Regions from separate parts of the Mus musculus genome. Here regions 1 and 2 are each linked to region 3. Evidence: chromatin contacts called from public Hi-C data. All regions are on one chromosome and are shown on one strand. Each heading gives the region's core, a stretch centred on a gene start, on an enhancer-like site or on the middle of the called end of the contact. The rest is flanking DNA. Distances are from core to core; before and after follow the strand shown.

Region 1 (2,700 bases), core at 29-2,528, 350 kb after region 3:
CAATAGAGAGGTTCAAAAATCTACTGACTAAAGAATTTAAGAGGCAAATTTACAAGTTTGTCTCAAGCAGCCTTTTGTTTTGTTTCATTACGTTGATTTGTTTGTATTTTATAATTATTAGACACTAACTCTTTGACTAAGTGTATTAGAAAGCTAATGGCCAATATCATGTCAGGGAGACTTTGTGGAGGAAAGGATCGTGGCTTATTTCACTGTGCCAAAGAAAGTCAGTCATAAACCCTGTTGGGAACAACACAGATGCTGCCGTGATAGGATAATTCTCCAAGACTGAGGAAAAAAACCCTCTCATACGTCAAAAGCTAGAACACTGACCAACTCCTAGCGTCAGACCTCAGCCATCAGTGAAAGTTAGAAGCGAGGACTTCAGATTATACCTGCTCACCCCTGATGCCTGCAAAGAGAAAGCCTCAGGTTGCTCTCTACAGCTATCAGGAGAACCCAGCACAGACATTCCCAGACAGCTACAAACACAGAGGGCTGAGGCCTAACTCACAGACGTGTAATCTTGGCCTCAGAAGCAAGTTACTCATCAAAAGAAAAGTCTAGGTTTCCAAAGTCTATGTGCATATGTATGTGTACAGAAGTGGTGTGTCTGTGTGCATGTATGATTTGTGGAGGGCTAAAGTGATTGCTTATATGATTTACCTCACAATTTACATCACCAGCCTCATTTCTACAGTGTAAACATCACCACTGCTTGCTCAACCACGCCTTCTTTCACACAAAATGTACTGAGCCCAGACATTTATCTAGCACTTAGCTTACATTGGATCTAATCTCTCCATTAGCTCAGCAACTATTTTCTACACCTGACAGAAGATTAAACTGAGGCCCTAAATAAAGCTCAAGTTCCTGCAACAGGAAAGAGGGCAGCCTGGAGTAGAACCTGGCCTACTCCAGTCCTGAAGACAGCCCTCTTTCCGTGCAACCTCCTTACGTCATAAATCATCACGTTTCTAGTTCTAGATAGTAAAAAGAAAGATGTGGAGGAGAAAGTTTCTGCTTTACGATAAACCACGCTGATAAAGATGATTCAGTGACTATTTTTGAGATGTCAGAGCTGAAAATGTACAGATTCCACAGCCCAAAGAACCTGCCAAGTCCCAATTGCACAACCAAAGCGGCGCAAGGAGCCAAGGAGGCCAACTGTGTGATGGAAAAAGCACAGATGTCATCTGGGAATGCTCAGAGGCCTGCCTTCAGATGGAAGAGAGACAGTCTTGCTTCCGCCGGAACCACGGCCTTATAAGGCCACACTAAGTTACTTCCTTGGCTGAATCAACCCAGTGCATACTGCCTGTTCGCTTAGATCACAGAGATCCTACGGCCTGAGCATCATGGAAAGAACGCCCCTGCTGGGCGGTGTGCTTAGTCCCCATCCTGAGCTGGCTCACAAACACCTACCTTGTAATAAAGCTGCTATGAGCCTTTCAGTGGGGACATGGGGGAGGCAAGACACTGGGGTCAAAGTGGAGATATTTAGGTCCTCCTGGGAAATTAGTCACACATCATATCCCTTCCTCTCCATTTACAGCCATTTATTTGGGAGCAAAGGAATTCTAAATGAATGAGAAGTCCCTTCCACGCCAACATGTGTTCTGAAGTTCACAGGAAGCCTTCTCCTCTGCCTTGGGGCATGCAGATGAGGCCTGCTCGCAGCTGCGCCTCCAGTGAGCTAATCAGACAGTACATGCCCACAATGGAGAGGGCTCCAGGGAACAGAACCAGCCATTTCTTTGCCTTGCTTCATCAGGCCTCCTGTCATTACACCAAAACTCTAGGAGGATAAAAGGGACTTAGATACCTCCAAGAAGACTGACCCGAGAATATGCATTAAACCGTGGTTAAGAATCTAGGGAAAAGGTCCTGCAAGGTTAAACACACTTCAGAAAAGGAACGTTCACACTCTTGCCAAGTTACTTCCCTTACAAATATTGATTACTCTCTGCAGATTATGCAGATATTTGTCTCAGCTGTTGTTATTTCAATGGCTTTCATTCTCAGCTACAAGAGTAATAGAGCTGTCACAAGGAGCCGATTCCAAACTTCCCCCTGAGGTAAGTCACCGGTGGGTGTTAAGATCCTCAGGAGGGGCGTGCCAAGTTCCACAAGAATCCCAGTGATTCTGAGATGATGGAGAATGCAAACTCTTTGTGGAAACTCACTAAAGGACTTCTCTTCAGTGATCCCTTGTTGGTCTCCCACCATTCTATTAACCCAAACCACAGTGTTTCTGGCTTTATCTTAGAAATCTTCACTCAGTCTTTGATCTCAGTTAAGGTCAGGATCTCTTGTGACAGGAAGGGATGATACAGATGGTGCAGTTCAAATTTCTACCTTGCAGGGCAGGGTCTCTCTCTGGTCAAGTTTCCCCTGTGCACATCCTACTATGGTAGACATTCATGGACACCAATAATTATTAGAAATAATAAGAATCAGGAGTTCAATTCTAACAGGTTTTGATACAATAGTACTAGATTATCTTGGTATTTTTTTTTCACTATGACTTTTTATTTCGACAAAATGAAAGGGGATGAGGCTGTCCATGTGTTGGGTGTCCCTTGTATTTCAGGAATGAGAGTCAGAGATCAACCTGCAGGAATCAGTTCTCACAATCTGCCATGTGGACCTTGAGACTCACACTTGGGTCATCGAGTTTGGTGGCAAGCATCATTACCC
Region 2 (2,700 bases), core at 147-2,646, 310 kb after region 3:
GCTACAACATCGGTCTTTCTTGTTACAGCTTCTTAGATCAAACAGCTAACGACCAGCTTTCCTGGCTCACCAGCCTGCAGATAGTCTTTGCAGGTCTAAGCGGCCTGACCATGTAAGCCAACTTACTAAATCCTCCTTTAATTACATGTATTTCTTTTGGGTCTGTTCCACTAGAGAACCGTGACTTTATGTCAATACAACCGGAGGGTGAGGGACAGGCATGGGGAGGGATGATGTTGGGGAAGAGTGAAGAAGAATTCATTCCTTCCACACTATCACTAAACACAAACTCAGCCATTTAGGAGAAATTAACACATCAACTCTTTTAAAAAAGCCAAAAGCAGGTTTTATGTGCATCTCTTTAGGAAGAAACTTCAATTTAAACAAACCAAGTTGAGTTTCCAAATTCACACCTAGAATATAAGCGAGGATTTAATTTTGTGTCTTTCCAGTTTCTAAGGCTCTGGTTTTGACCCTGAAATTTTCTGGGGCCAGGGGAAGAAATCAAGAAGGGCTGGGAAGTCTTCTAAACTGTATGCCAAACTCCAAGAAAGATGAGAGTGACCTTAAAATGTCAGAACCCTGATCTTGGCTCGCACCTATAATCCTAGTACTCAGGGGACTGACGCAGGTGGAGTTTACGAGATTAGGGGCATACCAAGCTATTCAGTGAGTTCCAAGCCAACCTGGGCTACAGAATGATACCTTGTATCAAAAACAAACAAATAAATAAATCTTAAATCCCCCAAAGTGTCAACACTCTCATTCTTGCTGGGAACTCAAACACAACAGTCTTAGGTTAGAGCCTAAACAGTAGACTGTCTGACTGGACAATAACCATAAACAGTCTTTAAAACTCATCTTACTTGTGTCCGTGGGAGAATGAAAACATAAAAAATCAAACCAAAACCATAGCTTGGCAACATTTCCAGCAATGTAAGAGGGTTAAATAAACATGACTTTGGGTCAGAGAAAACAACAGCCGGTTCAGGGCTGAGGGGTCTTCAAGACACAGTCATGTGTTGAGAAGTATCAGAAGGAGCTGAAGTTTACAAACACTACCCTCCAGCTTTGCGGTAAAAAGCCAGTTGGGGTGGGTAAATGTTTTGAAGGGAATTAGGTATGACCGAGACAACAAAGCAGGGATATCTGTATGTACACTTCCATCTCCCAGGTCCCCACAGGATCCATGCTGCTGGTCAGTCTCCCACATGCAGAGGGCAGGACCCTGCTGGGTACGCTCAACTGCCGGATCACATCAGAGAGCATACCACCAGAGTCTGGGACTCTGGGCCACAGAGGGGTCATTGAGAAGCCGTCCAAAGGCAGTTTGTGTCTCACGTGGATTTGGCAAGCTCTGAAGGTCACATGTCAGCTTGCCCTAAAGCCTGCAGCTTCCGCTATGAACTTTTCTTCCCCTTTCCTCAACTCCCTCCCACCACAGGCTGCAAAGAGTTCCGTACAGTCTCCTACATCAAAGAATGCCTTTTGTTTAAAGAGTGGAAGCCACTCCTTCTGTCCCTCTACCATATATGGCTTAAGAAAGTGAAGGCAGGATAGAAAGCACCCCAGTATTTGCTGTGTTCCCTTTCAAAGCCTGCCCTGTTTGCAGAGGGGTTATCATGTGTCCACACAGGCTGTTTGCCACAGGTCTGAAGTGAGCCTGGTCCTTGGTGACAGTACTCTGAAGAAACTTCAGACCGTGTGTGTGTGTGTGTGTGTGTGTGTGTGTGTGTGTGTGTGTGTGTGTGAGAGAGAGAGAGAGAGAGAGAGAGAGAGAGAGACAGAGAGAGAGAGACAGAGACAGAGACAGAGACAGAGAGAGACAGAGAGAGAGAGACAGAGAGAGAGACACAGAGAGAGAGAGATCCATGATTCCTCCAATATTAGGATACAGTTTCTCTGGTTTTGCTAAATCCTCAATGGGTGTACCTCCTTTCTGTCAGGATTTTCCAAATATGAGAAAAAGCAAAGATGAATGCCCAATCATTTCCGGCCTGTGGGGAATATTTTTTTAAATGGGTAGGGAGAAGCACCACTTTGGAAGGTGCACTAAAATCTCTACTGTGGAAATACACCAATCTTTGAAACCTTTTCTACCCTCTGTATCTCTCGCACAGCTACTAGAATACTAAAAATAAAAAACCAGATCAGAAGGGAAGGAAAGGAAAGAGGGAAGGAGGGAAGGAGGGAGAGAGAGAGAAAGAAAGGAAGAAAGGTCATTCTAATTTGACTTTGTTTTCTTAACTCACTTATTTTTCCCACAAAATATTTCCAGACTACCTGTAAGCCAAGCTTCTGCCCTTCCTGGCCAGTCTATCAGCGAGTGTTGGTATGAAGGGGCCACTCTGAGACTCCTTTAGCAGTAGAAAGTGCTTCTATTTGTCAACTGGTGAGATAACTTCTAAGAAAATAGCTCACTAAAGTGCTCACATATTTCAAATATTATTATTATTGATACAAATACCAAAGCACTTGGGATTCAAGACCAGAGGAATGCAAAATCAAAGCAACTTCCTTTCAAATGATAATGACATTCAAATAAATCAGGAGTCTCCGTGGGGTAGGTTTTTATGAACTTGATACAAGCAAGAGTCACCTGGAGAGAAGAAACCTCCGCTGATAAAACACCTCCATCAGAACAGCCTGTAGGCAAGTCTAGAGCATTCCTTAATGATTGATATGGAAGGCCCACCCCCT
Region 3 (2,700 bases), core at 21-2,520:
CTGTCTGTTGTGAATAGATATTTGTTCATCAGTCTTTAGGGTTATATAACACAATTGGTGGCAGAGGAGACAACTGATAAAACCAACTGTGAGTGTAGAGGAGAGGTTGCTTGGATCCTGTGATGGGCAATGAGACATGCAACAGATATAAATATGTCTGAGTATAGAACATACCCAGGACTAATCTCATATAGCTGTTTCCTCCTTGTGGTGTAGGATGGTGTGCCTTCTTGATGTAGTGGTAGGTATACACTTCTGTTATGGCTTAGATAAGACATACAACTGAGGCTAAGATTTGTTAGAGTAGAGAAGAGAAGTTTTGTGTGGAATCCCAGAGTAGACAGGAAATAAGGTGATATGCTTATGTGATAAATGGGGTCCACTTGCTGAGTATGGAGAAGTTCCCCAGATGGTTGATGGCTAGTGAATATAATGTAACCTCCTAAAGGAGCACACACAGAAAAAGACTGTAAGAAAGCTGTGCTATCAAATGTATTAATATGAGAGGGTGTTGTCTAATATTATTGCAACTTGATATGAATACTTGGCTGATAATCTTTGGATGCCTGCCCTTTTCTTAAGAGAAAGAGAGGAGGAGTGGATGGGGAGAGAGGAGATGTGGGACATGCGTGAGTTGGGGTCAGAGGAAGTGAGGGTAAACTGTGGGCATGATGTAATGTGTGAAATAATAAATAAATAAATAAATAAATAAATAACCGTATGGCCTTGCTACGAGAGATAAGACAGACATGCAACTGAAGCTGTGTTGAATCCCTAGCAAAAATTGACTGCATAATGGATGAATTCAGTAGGGTGGGGGGAGGACATGTATCATCCTCTGAATTAAACTCTGATTTTATAAGAAAAATGGAAAGGGGAAAATGAGATGGAGATGTTGCCTTCTGTTTCTTAGAGCTGGCAGGATTCAAGGGAAAGACAGTGAAAGTCAGAGCTGGGCTAAAGAGCCCATGCTGAGATCCCGAACATCAGAACCCATGGGAAAATGTGAACAAGGAAGAGGGAGAGAATGGGGTAAAAGTGATAGGAGATACCCCTGGGTCTGTAGGACAGCAGAAGGAAACCCCCATGGCTGAACATGCAGAGAAGGGCCTTAGTAGCCAAATATAAGACATGATAATGATCAAGGAGTCCTCTACATCACAAGTACTTCAGTGTGGAAAGAATTTTAAACAAGGAATAAAGTAGCCTCTCACTGACTTGCTCATGAGATTGTGCAACACAGGGGCAGATGCAAACAATCCGAGGGCCAGTTTTCCTCAAGCAGCCCACGTGGTGCCTTCTGGGGCCGTGAAACCCAGCCAGCATAGCAGCAGCTTGCTTGCTGCTCAGTCTCAGCCTCGTTTCTCCATGCCCTGCAGCCTAAATGTATGGTGTCTTCAGCAAAGAGGAATTGCCTCCTAGATCTAGCCCCTTCAACAGCAGTCTCCCCAGCCTTTATGGCTGGTGGAGCCTCCTTGGCAAAGACCTCATAGGGAAGTTACTCTCTCCTGGCACTGATTTTTTTTTCACTCAACAGTCTTTTCTCCTCGTGTAGGGTTGCTTTCTTCACACTCCTAAGTTATCTTTATTCTGCTTTGGGTGATTATCCAGACCTGATAAAAATAAAAACATCACGTTAAAAAAGGGTTGAAAACACTAGCATAGATTAAGTATGGAAAAGAAAAAAATTAAAACATTTTATGAACTAATAGTGACAAAATGTTAAGGAAATATTTTTTCTCAACATCTATTTCCCTTAGGAACATTTTCTGAGTTTTTTTTTGTAAGGGACTGTATCAAAGGTTTCAGACAATGAATAGAAAGTGGTCATGCGTTCAGCATCCAGGGTCTATCTATCTTTATAAGTCACTCTTGGGATCTGAAAGTATAATGTTGAACAAGGTAGTCAAGATACTTACTTACCTTCATTGAGTCTACATAGTTCAATGTCAGAGATCAACAGTCAATAAATGATCAAAAATTATAATGAGAGACTCTGCATCACAATGCTAGAAGCACCGTTTTCAGATTTTGAGTCTTGGGGTTAACTTTATCACACACTTTAGCTACATTGGTGACTCACCTCTCAATACTATTGATTTCAGCAACAAAATTGAGTGGCACAGATAATTGAAGTTCTCAGATCATAAGAGAGGATATATAAGAAGAAATGCAGGGAACTAAAAGTCTCAGTGAAATAAGCCATGTTGTGTGGCCTTTTCTATGAAGATATAAAGGAACATTTTCATCACAGATCAGTCATCCATGGCAGGCTAGAGAAACAATTGCACCCAACTCGGCCTTAGTGGGCCCATTAAGTTTACTGGTGTTACTTACAAGATCAATTATGGAAGTAAGAAAGCCTACCTCAGCATGGGTGATAATTCTGAGTCATAAATGCTGCATCCCTGGAGCGCCCTGTACTACTTACAGTCAGCTCTGCAGTCTCCTTTCCCAGCAATGGATTACTGCCCCATAGCCCCATAGCAATGGATTACTGCCCCATAGCCCCAGGAAGTCACCTTGCAAGTCTTGTAACTGTTGAGTCTCTTATGTTTTTCTTAGCTTCTACCCCTTTTTGATGGGAAAGGCTCAGGTCAGAGGAAACAGCTATGGAAACACATCACTTCACTCTTTCCTGCGGCCCTCTCATTATCTCAGCCCTCTCTTCTCCTTTCAAATGTTAAGATATGTTTCTGG

What was found. A called contact is a pair of places that touch in the nucleus more often than the background predicts.
Region 1: a Hi-C map of uterus shows a contact between it and region 3. The contact joins two enhancer-like sites. A contact is called at or near these places in 5 of 484 Hi-C or Micro-C datasets (nephron progenitors and uterus).
Region 2: a contact with region 3 is called in a Hi-C map of uterus, with 4 times the contacts expected there. The contact joins two enhancer-like sites. A contact is called at or near these places in 1 of 15 datasets of contacts at CTCF or cohesin (the NIH/3T3 cell line) and 4 of 484 Hi-C or Micro-C datasets (all in uterus).

What each region holds. Positions count from the first base shown.
Region 1 is chr2:118,038,348-118,041,047 of GRCm38.p6, forward strand. All of the region lies in intron 4 of Gm13986 (predicted gene 13986), which reads right to left. Among named protein-coding and RNA genes, the nearest start is that of Gm25308, 38 kb to the right of the region's middle. Within about 2 kb of position 1,279, at least 52 of the 459 cell types and tissues checked have an H3K27ac peak or open chromatin away from gene starts, as enhancers often do. A contact at or near this core is called in uterus, where this site is marked.
Region 2 is chr2:118,006,760-118,009,459 of GRCm38.p6, forward strand. The region is part of intron 8 of Gm13986 (predicted gene 13986); the gene reads right to left. Among named protein-coding and RNA genes, the nearest start is that of Gm25308, 70 kb to the right of the region's middle. Within about 2 kb of position 1,397, at least 120 of the 459 cell types and tissues checked have an H3K27ac peak or open chromatin away from gene starts, as enhancers often do. A contact at or near this core is called in uterus, where this site is marked.
Region 3 is chr2:117,692,466-117,695,165 of GRCm38.p6, forward strand. No RefSeq gene overlaps it. Among named protein-coding and RNA genes, the nearest start is that of Gm32210, 11 kb to the right of the region's middle. Within about 2 kb of position 1,271, at least 14 of the 459 cell types and tissues checked have an H3K27ac peak or open chromatin away from gene starts, as enhancers often do. A contact at or near this core is called in uterus, where this site is marked.